Linked DNA regions of Sus scrofa: region 2 is linked to region 1. Evidence: chromatin contacts called from public Hi-C data. All regions are on one chromosome and are shown on one strand. Each heading gives the region's core, a stretch centred on a gene start, on an enhancer-like site or on the middle of the called end of the contact. The rest is flanking DNA. Distances are from core to core; before and after follow the strand shown. Region 1 holds the start of GSR (glutathione reductase, mitochondrial). Region 2 holds the start of GTF2E2 (general transcription factor IIE subunit 2).

Region 1 (5,126 bases), core at 868-3,367:
CCCTCTTCGAGCTGCCTACCATCCAGCCAATCGGCACCACTCTGCTTACTACTTACTACTTCCAGTTACTGCTAGCTCATTCCTCCCCTATTTTGATATGACCATCTCCTTTTTGTCAGCCTTCCTACTTCCTGCAAGAAGAAACTAACTCTCAGAGGGATTATGTGACTATGACAGTGCCTGTGGGGGGATATGAAACCAAGCTACTCTGACTCAGACTCTTTACTCCTAAATACATGTGTGTAATTTCTTTTAACCACAGTACAGTTCTCAAGCCCAGAAACTTAACACTGTTGTAGTATCATGACATATTATACAAGTCATATTCAAATGTCACCAATCATCCTTTATATGAAAATTTCCCCAATCTAGAATCCCATCCAGGATCAAACCTTGCCCTTAGTCCTCATAATTCTTCAACATTTTTAGCCTGGAAAAATTCCATAACCTTTGTTTTTAAGACATTGACAGCTTTTGAAGAGTATAAGCTAGTTATTTGTAAAATTTCCCTCAATGTGTCCTTTTCTGAGTGCTAACTCAAGATAAGATTCAGGTTATGGATTTCTAGCAGGAATATCACATAAATTGTGTACTGCTAACTCTGTCACACATCACCAGGCACACAATGACGGCTGTCTCATGACTGGCAATGCTCAATTTTGATCACTTGTATAAGGTGGTATCTGGCCCACTGTAAAGTCACCATTTTCCCTTTCGTGATTAATAAGCAATCTGTGGGGACATATTCTGATTGTGTAAATACACCTTCCCTCGTCAAACTTGCATCCAGTGGTTTTAATATTCACTGATATCTAATGACACAATGATAACTATGACAGCTGTAAAATGGTGATTTTTTTTCTTCTTTCCTTTTCTTTTTAGGGCTGCACCTGCAGCATATGGAAGTTCCCGGGCTAGGGGTCAAATTGGAGCTGCAGCTGCTAGCCTACGCCACAGCCATGCCAGATCTGAGCAGAATCTGCAACCTATGCTGCAGCTTGCAGCAATGCCAATCTTTAACCCACTGAGTAAGGCCAGGGACTGAACCTCATGGACACTATGTAGGGTCTTAACCCTTGGAGCCACAATGGGAACTCCTAAAATGGGATTTTTCTAACTCTGTTGTTTTGTGTACATTTATTATGTGGCAGCCTGGTGGAAGGAGGAACTTTCCTTCCTTTCCCTCTATTACATTTTTTTTTCTTTTTAGGGCTGCACCTGAGGTTAGGGTTTGAACTGTCACTGCAGCCGACGCCTATGCCACAGCCCCTGCAATACTGGAGTGGCATCTCTGACTTACTGCAGCAACACTGGCTGCTTAATCCATTGAGCCAGGTCAGGGATCAAACCCACATCCTCACAGAGAGAAGGAAAGATCCATAACTTGCTGAGCCACAACGGGAACTCCCTCCATTACATTTTAATCAGGAAAAAAACAAAACAAAACACCTTAAAATAACTGGATACCATTCTAACTGGAGAGTACTTAGTTCCCACTCCTCTTCAGGGTGCTGGGCCTAGCTTCTCTGTGATTCAACCTGAACTTTCAGTCCTCTGACTGCAGTGCTCTCAGCCTTGTGGGTGATAGGCTCAGGCCACACAGATTTATTTACTTACTACTTCATTGACGGCTCCAACTTCATTTACAACTACCAACTGGTAGTCCAAACACTGTAAAATGACATCCCAGTCTCGACAGTTTGGGAGCAAAGTGCTGGGTGTTTTTTTCTTTTTTGTCTGCCCAGTGGCATAATGGGGTTCCCGGGGCCAGGGATCAGATCTGAGTCGCATTGGTGACTTACGCTGCAGGGAAACATGGGATCCTTAACCCACTGCTCTGGGCCAGAGATCAAACCTTCGTCCCTGGGCTCGCAAGACGCCGCCCATCCGGTTGCGCTATAGGGGGAACTCTTTGTGTCTCTATCTCTACGTTTGTTATCTTTATGCTTCATCCATGGATCACAAAAACTTCTGTCCCAATGTCTCACAGAGTATGTTTAGAACTCACCTGAGAGCTGGAAAGAAGGGGTGTTTAAAATGTAGATTGCTGAGGTCCTGACCTAGAGCTTCCGATTTAGTAGATCCGGGTTAAGACCCAGGGTTCAGGTGGTCTGTTGCTCAAACCGTGAGAAACAGCGCCCTCAAAAACGATGGTGGACAAATCTCCCTTCCCTGAGAATTCGTCGCCCCTGGCATCTCCCAAGGGGCCCGCTCAGAAAAGGCTGGGGGAACAAAAGAAGGTGTTCATCCTCCTTGGCCCCTTGGGACTTCAGAAACCAACATCCGGCTGATGCCACTCGGGCTCGCGGACTCGTGCTGGGGTGAAGACCCAGGCGGAGAGATCCAGGAAAGGTGACCCCCATTTGGGGCAGAGCGGGCTGGTTTGCACCCAGGGGCACGGGGGGCGGGCAACACCGCCCCTCCGCGCCTGCCCACCCCAGTCCCGCCAAGCCTCGGTCAGCGAGCCCCGCCCCCACCCCGTTCCCCCTCCCCCTTCGCTCGGGTCGGGTGCTTAGTCACCGTGAGGCTGCGCCGGCCGGGTGCCCGCGCGGCCCCCCTTCTTCCCCGGGGCCCGCCCCCGGGCCGCACCCCCGCGGCGCACACTTCCGCGTGCATGGCCCTGCTGGTCTGGACCCTGAGCGCTAGCGCGGGCCCCAGCTGGCGGCAGGCGGCGCGCGCCTTCTCCCGCTTCGCGCCGCCTCCAACCCGACCCGCCAGCGTCTTCCCCCGAGCCATGGCGAGCAGGCAGGAGTCGCAGCCACAGTGCTGGCCCCCAGCCCGCAGCGTCGCGACCTCCTTCGACTACCTGGTGATCGGGGGCGGCTCCGGCGGGCTGGCCAGCGCGCGCCGGGCGGCGGAGCTGGGCGCTCGGGCCGCGGTGGTGGAGAGCCACAAGCTGGGCGGCACTTGCGTGAGTACCCGCGCTCTCCCGGTGCTGCTCCTGGTGCTGCTCCTTGCGCCTCGGCCCCTGCAGCACCGCGCCCGAGGCCCCGCTTTCTTTCCTCCTCTCTCTGCAGAAACGTTCTGTGCTCCTTCCTAGTGAGCTCTGGCGCTGCCCTTTCCGCTTTCCCACCCGAGTCAGAGGCGGGATCCCAGCAAGTTTAGATGAGAGAAGTGTACAGTTTTTTTTCCGCGGCCCCCGAAGCTAAGCCTGCGCCTGTTCCAGCGCAGGTGCAATAATAACGCTGGCAGGAGGTGGTTAAATCTAACGTAACTTTCCTGCATCCTCAGTCCTCAAGGCGGAAGGGTATTGTAGTCCATGCTCTATCTCATTACCAAATCTATGAACCCAAAACTGCACCTGGATAACTGCAGCTTGCCTGCGTCTCTGGGAAGGGGGGAAAGGGAGGATGGAGCCTATGTCATTGACTTGCGGTCCTCTCCTTTCATTTTCAAGGGCAGAATGATTTACAGCAGCGGTTCACACTTTCGGCTGCACATTCGGATCACCTGAGGAGTTGAAAAAGTTCTGCCTGTGGGTAGCCTCGGCCTAGGGTGATTCTGAATTGCAATTAAGGTTGAGAACCACTGATTACAGGCTGCATTGATTTAGGATATACTATTAAAGGAGTTCTCAGATCTTTTGTTTGTCCTGTCTCGTTGGAGGGGAGATTTTAAAATTATCCCCCACCCCCCAAAAAAGAGGGTTGTAAATCCTGCAGTTGATAAACTTTTCATTTAAAGAACAGGTTTCGTTCCCAAGTTATTGGTGTGGCCTTTTATATCATAAGAGTTGGGTGAGGTACTTGCTCTGTTAATATTAAAATATTGTATACAAAAGTAACCTGGCACTGGGGATGCGTTCCTGTGGGGGTGGATGCTTAAATTACACTACATGTCCCCTTAAGGGCAGACATGTTCATATGTTTGCAATCTCTTACCACTTAACAAAGACCTTACTCTGTAACCGTATGTGAATTAAGCTCACAATTAACAGCTGTGAAAGGGCTGACTCTAGTGTCCAGTGCTCGGTTTTTAAGTTCAAAATGAAAGTAGGAACGAGGAAAGAAAAGACTGTTAATTATCAACTTAACACCTTGACACTTTAGACAGACTCTTAGAAGTCTGTCTCTGCAGAAGGCAGGTGGAGGGATACCACTAAGTGTGCCCCACCCCCCACAACTGGTGAGATCACTTGACAACCTCTTGTCTTTGTCCCTCTCTACTTTCCTCTGTTTTCCTCCTTCCCCATGTATGTCATAATCAGTTTGTGGCATCCATGGTCATTGCCTAGTTCCACTGATACTAGTCAAGAAGGGGTTCACCCTGTTCTTAGGTTCCTGCTAGAAATGTGAATACGTTAACATTATGAGATAAACTGCTTCCCAGAGGAGAGTGCGGGCAAAGAAAAGCTCAGGAGAATCAGCCATTTCCTGCTTCCTTATAGTGCATGGTCTTGCTTATCTCATTCTGCTGCAGCAACTTTTATTTTTTAGTAAACATTGATCTCTTGGGGAAAATCCTCTAACATTTTTATGACATTCCATTTGGGCTCTTCAACTCCATTTTGGTTTTGAACTGCGAGGAAGGGCGTGGTATGCGTTGAATATCAGAAGATATAACTAATTGATAAGACCTGAGTTGAGATTTGTTCCAGGTTTCTAGTTATCTGGGCTGTCCACTGGTGTGATAATAAACTTCTTATGTGCAGAGATTTCTAAGCAGGTATGGGGACACTTGAGGCATTCTGAACAAAGCACTTCATTAGTTTGTGTCCTTAATTCTCTAAATGCTAAGTGTTTGGATTGGGGCTGGCAGAGAGGAGAGGGTAGATATCAACATTTGTAAGACTAAGATCCCTTCCCTCAGGAAATTTATAACATGATGGGAGAACAGAATGTAGACAGTCAACCCCAGAGTGGGGCAGTCTGTATTAATTGCTGTGGATAATAACGAATTACTGTCATTGAGAGAAGAATTATAACTATCACTTCTGTCTGGCCATATTAGATGGCTGATGAAGGAGATGGTATCTTTATGAACTTGAGCTGGATGAATATCACTTTTTTGACAGGGAACATCAGGGGCAGAGGCACAGAGACAGGGCATATCGTGTAATTCAATTTGATTGGCACAGAGGGAGTCTCCTATGAGGGATGGAAGCCAATAGCCAGGTAGTAGTCAAA
Region 2 (5,649 bases), core at 1,579-4,078, 62 kb after region 1:
TAGGCATGCAGCTCCAGCTCCAATTTGACCCCTGGCCTGGGAATGTCAATATGATGCAGATGTGGCAGTAAAAAGAAAAACAAAACATAGCAAAACAAAAACCTCACTCAACTAGCCTTTCCCAATAAAGCAACCACTTAGGCTATAGCCAATCAATGCTTTCTTTTATTTGCTTCCTCATCTTCTCTGTAAAAACCTTTCCCTTAGCTCCTGTTAGTGGAGTGCCCCTAATTATTTTTGGTTTGGGGCTGATTTAAATTGCTATTTGCTCAAATAACTTCTTCAAAATTTTAGTGTAGCTGAGTTTCTCTTTTAACAGTTCATTGAGTGCTCTCTATGGGGTAGATTTAGTTCTGTAAAAGCATGATTCTCCAATTGTTAAACTCCTAAGTCTCAAGTGACTAGGTGACGGTCAAAGTTATTAAACACAGGTGGAAATGAAGACCACTCAAATAAGAGACTGCATCTCTTGCTATAAAGCAAGGGAATCAGCCATTATCACTTGCATTTGGCAGAAACTCAAAGGCAATCAGGGATGGGGGAAGCTTTATAATGAAAAAAAGAGGGGGGATGCTTCTGGTATTTTCTGATTAAAGGTGCTTGGCAAGGGAAGCTGGGGTGTGGTTGGTGTGTGTCTAAAATGGGAAAGTTGGCAGCTTTTGAGTAAATCCTGATCATTCTGAGCTGATTGCTCCAGAGGCTGTGGTTTGATTTCTTAAATGCGCCAGAGATTACTATCATGTATAGTCTGGCCATTGTCCATTTGTTAAGTCTCTCATGTACGGAAGCTAGGAGAATGATAGAACTGATTCCATGAAGATATGGTAAGTTGGAATTTATGTAATTTTGGGCGAAAGGGTAAAATAAAAATTAATGGATTGATATAAAACTGGCTAATGTTTCTCAGGGCAATGCAATTTTAAGCTTTGGGATTATCATTATTATTATTAGGACCACACCTGCAGCCTATGGAAGTTCCCAGGCTAAGGGTTGAATCCAGGCTATAACTGCTGACCTACACCACAGCCCCAACAATGAGGGATCCGAGTTGCGGCTGCGACCTACACCGCAGCTCAGGGCAACCAGGGGATCCCCGACCCACTGAGTAAGGTGAGGGATCGAATTCGCATCCTCATGAATACTAGTCGGATTCATTTCTGCTGCGCCACAACAGAATTATCTTTTGCTATGAATGACTGCTCCTTCTCCTTATTATACCTTATCAGTTTTCTTTTTTTTTCCACCAATCTCTGACTCTCCTGGGTTATGAACCCTCTGAGTCCTAATAAATTGTTATCCAAATGAAGTTACATTCCTGAGGGTGTCAGATGCAAGTGCATTTATTACAAAATCCTCTAGCATGAAATCAATTTTAAGAAGGCCACACAATCGGAGTTCCTGTCTTGGTGCAGTGTTTAACGAATCCGACTGGGAACCATGAGGTTGTGGGTTTGATCCCTGGCCTTGCTCAGTGGGTTAAGGATCCAGCGTTGCTGTGAGCTGTGGTGTGGGTCGCAGACGTGGCTCGGATCCCGCGTTGCTGTGGCTCTGGCATAGGCCAGTGGCTACAGCTCCGATTAGACCCCTAGCCTGGGAACCTCCATATGCCGCGAGAACGGCCCAAGAAAAGACAAAAAAAAAAAAAAAAAAAAAAAGCCACACAATCATCTTTTGGCTTTATTTTCATTTCTACTGAGCCACAAATGGGAACTCCTATTCCCAAGTTTTGAATAAAAATTTGCATATTATCTCGGAGTTCCCGCCGTGGCTCAGTGGTTGACGAACCCAACTGGTATCCATGAGGACGCGGTTCCATCCCTGGCCTTGCTCTGTGGGTTAAGGATCCAGCATTGCGGTGAGCTGTGGTGAAGGTCTTAGTCACAGATCAGATGCTGAGGTGCTGCGGCTGTGGTGTAGCTCTGAGTTGACCCTTAGCCTGGGAACTTCCATGTGCCATGGATGCGGCCCTCAAAAGACAAAAATAAATAAATAAATAAATAAAAAATAAAAAAATTTACGTATTATCTCATTCAATCTTCCCAAGAGTCCAATGCAAGTAACCCATTGTGCTAGGACAATTGTTATTCCCATTTACCAGATGAGAAAACTGAAACAGGTTAAGTAAGGTGAGGAGTAACCAGTTAAAGGACAGCCACAGAACAGTTGGGTACTGGCTTCAGGTTATAAGAGTTAGGAAAGGAGAGTTACAGAAAATCTGACACCGCAAACACATTGCTGGCTGTGCACAAAGCCAATCTTTTTCGTCGCTTTATTTCTACCCCTTTATGCTGCGTCTCAATCCAAAATCCTTTTCTAAGAGGGTTCACAGGGGTAGTGGTTAGGAGTTCGGAAACTGGACTTCAGGACAGGATTTGCCTTTGCTAGCTGTGCTGTCTTGAGCACACCATTTAGTTTCACTTGCTTTCTTGCTTCCTCGCTTGTAAAACGTCAATGTTCTTTTGACGTTTAGGTGATGGTGATTGGCATTTGATGTAAAGTCACAGAACACCTGTAGACAATAACTTGAAAACTCTCGTCGTCACTCGAATTGAGCAGATCCCAGCGCACGCTGCAGGAGGATCTATTAGCTTCATATTTCTACTCCTGTAAAAGAAAAATTTCTTCCCTCTTGGCAGCGTCTTCAGTACTCCCATCAAAGTCCCGCCCCCAGCCTCTCTCGGGCTGTCAAGGAGATCCGGGACGCCCCAGCTGGTTGACCCCCTCAGCTCTACCCAGGCGGGGCACGTGATGACGCACGCGCGTTCTCTGCGGCCGCCGCGCCGCCGCGGTGGCTGCCGGGACTGAGTTCAGAGCCGTAAGATCAGGAAGTGGCGGGCGGAGCCCGGGGCCGAGTCGCCTCCTCGGACGCCGCCGCCGCCGCCGCCAGTGCTAGGACCCCGACCTGGCGGGGCAGCGCTGGGCGGGCGTGCGGGCGGGGGCGCTGACGACGAACAGGAAGCGGCGGCCAAGCGGGCGTGGGTGGCTGGTCGCGGCGGAGGCGTGTGGGACGGCCCTCCTGGCTCAGGTGGGTGCTGCGGCGGCTGTGTGAGGGGCGCAGAACCCCGGCCTGTTGTTCCCGCGGGCCGCCTCCTCCCGGGGGTGAGCGGGTCTCCCACCACGCGGGAGGCTGGAGCTGCCCTTCCCTCCGCGAAGATCTTAAACCCGGTAATAACTTCTCGGGAGCATTGTCTTTTAGGCTGGGGGTTCACTGAGAAAACTTTTGGGTTGGAAAGAGGGGAAATTCGAATCTGAGAGCCGATTGTGCCTCTGCTTAGCCTTCAAGTTCATATTAGCAGTAGCTGCACCATCCCGGCGTGTGGAGTTTGGGGAACCACGTTGTCCGGCTAACTAAAGGCTGTGATTTCAGGCCCCTTCACGGACTTTTTTTTTTTTTTTCTTTTTCCACCTGCCTTTGGGAGACATTGTTTGGAAGGATTTCTAAACTTAGAGTTGTAATAGTTGTTTTTGCAAAGTTTGTTTTCCAAAACAAATCGCTGCTGTACTTTTTTTTTGCCGTTCGCCTCAACATTTCTGTTATTTAAGAGGTAAGCAGTCTGTGTTCTCAGCTTGCCGGCTATTCATAGCCATGTTGGCACCAGGCAAAGAGGCAAGAGAGGAAAAGTAGAAAAGTTGACGTCAAATGAAAAAGTGGAAAGAATGTGGGCTTTGGAGCCAGCAGATTTTCATTCGTTTTTGGCGTCTCAGTGGAAGAACACGTGAACTCAGTTGTGGCCATGTTGTTTTTTTTGTATTGTTTAATGTAAAATGGTCAGGGTGATGTCTCCTGTCTGCCACACAGTTCAGTACATGTCAAACCCTATAGATACTGAGTAGTCTGAAAAAAAGGAGCAAAAGTTAGATGGAGCATATGATGGTGGAAGATATTAAGCCTTCTGTTCCAGGTGCCATTAAACGTTACCCATACCACACAGGTCGTCTTTGTTTTGGAGGCCATATACCATCATTTCAGGTCTGGAGTAAGGAACACCTGATTGGGGAACCACAGTAGTTCCATTCCTGGTTCTGTTCTTTCAGCTGTGTGACCTTAATCATGTCCTCTTTTCACTTCAGATTTTACGTGTTAAAATAGGAATAAAGCAGAGTTCCCATCATGGCTCAGCGGAAACCAATCTGACTAGTATCCATGAGGATGCAGGTTCAATCTCTGGCCTCACTCAGGGGGTTAAGGATCTGGCGTTGCACTGAGCTGTGGTGTAGGTCGAAGATGCACCTCGGATCCCGAGTTGCGGTGGCTGTGGTGTTTACCAGCAGCTATGGCTCCAGTTCAACTCCCAGCCTGGGAACCTCCATATGCTGTAGGTGTGGCCCTAAAAAGACAAAAAAAAAAAAAAGAAAAAGGAATAAAACAAAATACCTGTTATAAAGTTGTGAGGGTCAAATGCTGTAAGCATTTAGGTTTATGTGAACTGTGAGGCCTTTATTTAAATCTGTTAAAATCACTACAAAAACCTGGATTAATTATCGTTTACAAGGAGAAATAAACAGGTACAGATGTTGCCCCTGCCTTATCACTTGGGAATTCTTTCTTCTTCTCACACTTTCCCTACCCCAAGACTGTCCCTTTAGCTTCCTCACCCCAGTATTACAGGTCTGTCATTTCTTTTCAGATTCACCTCAAAACAGTAGTACTGAAATAACATATATTTATAACTCTACTATTTGAACAATAGCTTTCACAAACATTTTCTCATTTTATTCCTACAGTTGGGCTAGATGTAGAAAGCACTGGTAGTATCTTCATTTTACTTATGGTAATGTTGGATTTAGAGAGTTCTAGTGGCTTGCCCCAGGTCATGTTGCTGTTAGGGATTAGAACTCAGGGGAGGAGTTTCTATCGTTTCAGAGGAAATGAATCTGACTAGTATCCATGAGGACGCAGGTTCCATCCCTGGCCTGGCACAGTGGGTTAAGGATCCGGCATTGCCGTGAGCTGTGGTGTAGGTCGCAAACGAGGCTCTGATCCCCTCATTGCTGTGGCTGTGGTGTAGGCGGCAGATACAGCTCTGATTCAACCCCTAGCCTGGGAACCTCCATGTGCCACAGGTTTGGCCCTAAAAAGACAACAACAGCAAAAAAACACACAAAAGAATTGAGGGGAGAAGGCATGTCTTTGATTCAAGGTCTAGGGCCAGTGATCCTTCCTTCCTTAACTGAAGTTTACTCTGATTATTTCTTTTTCTTTCTTTTTGGCCATGCCTAGTAGAAGTTCCTGGGTCAGGGATCGAACCTGTGCCACTGTTGCTGCAGTGACAATGTTGGATCTTTAACCTGTTGTGCCACAGGGAAACTCCTCTGATTATTTCTTATCAGTGTTTGTATTTATTTATTTATTTATTTTGCTTTTTAGGGCTGCACTGGTGGTATATAGAGGTTCCCAGGCTAGGGGTCGAATCAGAGCTACAGCTGCTGGCCTACTCCACAGCCACAGCAATGAGGGGATCTGAGTCTCGTCTGTGACCTGCTCCACAGCTCATGGCAATGCCGGATCCTTATCCCACTGAGCAAGACCAGGGATCGAACCTGTGTACTCATGGATACTAGTCGGATTTGTTTCCTCTGCACCACAGCAGGAACTCCCAGTGCTTGTATTTTTTAATTTTAGCATGCTGTCATGTTTTATTCATTGCT

What was found. A called contact is a pair of places that touch in the nucleus more often than the background predicts.
Region 2: a contact with region 1 is called in a Hi-C map of skeletal muscle, with 6 times the contacts expected there. The contact joins the promoter of GTF2E2 here to the promoter of GSR in region 1. A contact is called at or near these places in 1 of 5 promoter capture datasets (liver), 11 of 47 Hi-C or Micro-C datasets (embryonic fibroblasts, heart right ventricle, liver and 3 more) and 2 of 2 datasets of contacts at active chromatin or transcription factors (alveolar macrophages and skeletal muscle).

What each region holds. Positions count from the first base shown.
Region 1 is chr15:54,380,447-54,385,572 of Sscrofa11.1, forward strand. It overlaps GSR (glutathione reductase, mitochondrial), which reads left to right and starts at 2,118. Exons shown (of 13, transcript XM_003483635.4): 1 at 2,118-2,911. The coding sequence starts at 2,615.
Region 2 is chr15:54,441,652-54,447,300 of Sscrofa11.1, forward strand. GTF2E2 (general transcription factor IIE subunit 2) reads left to right here and starts at 2,829. Exons shown (of 9, transcript NM_001244861.1): 1 at 2,829-3,025.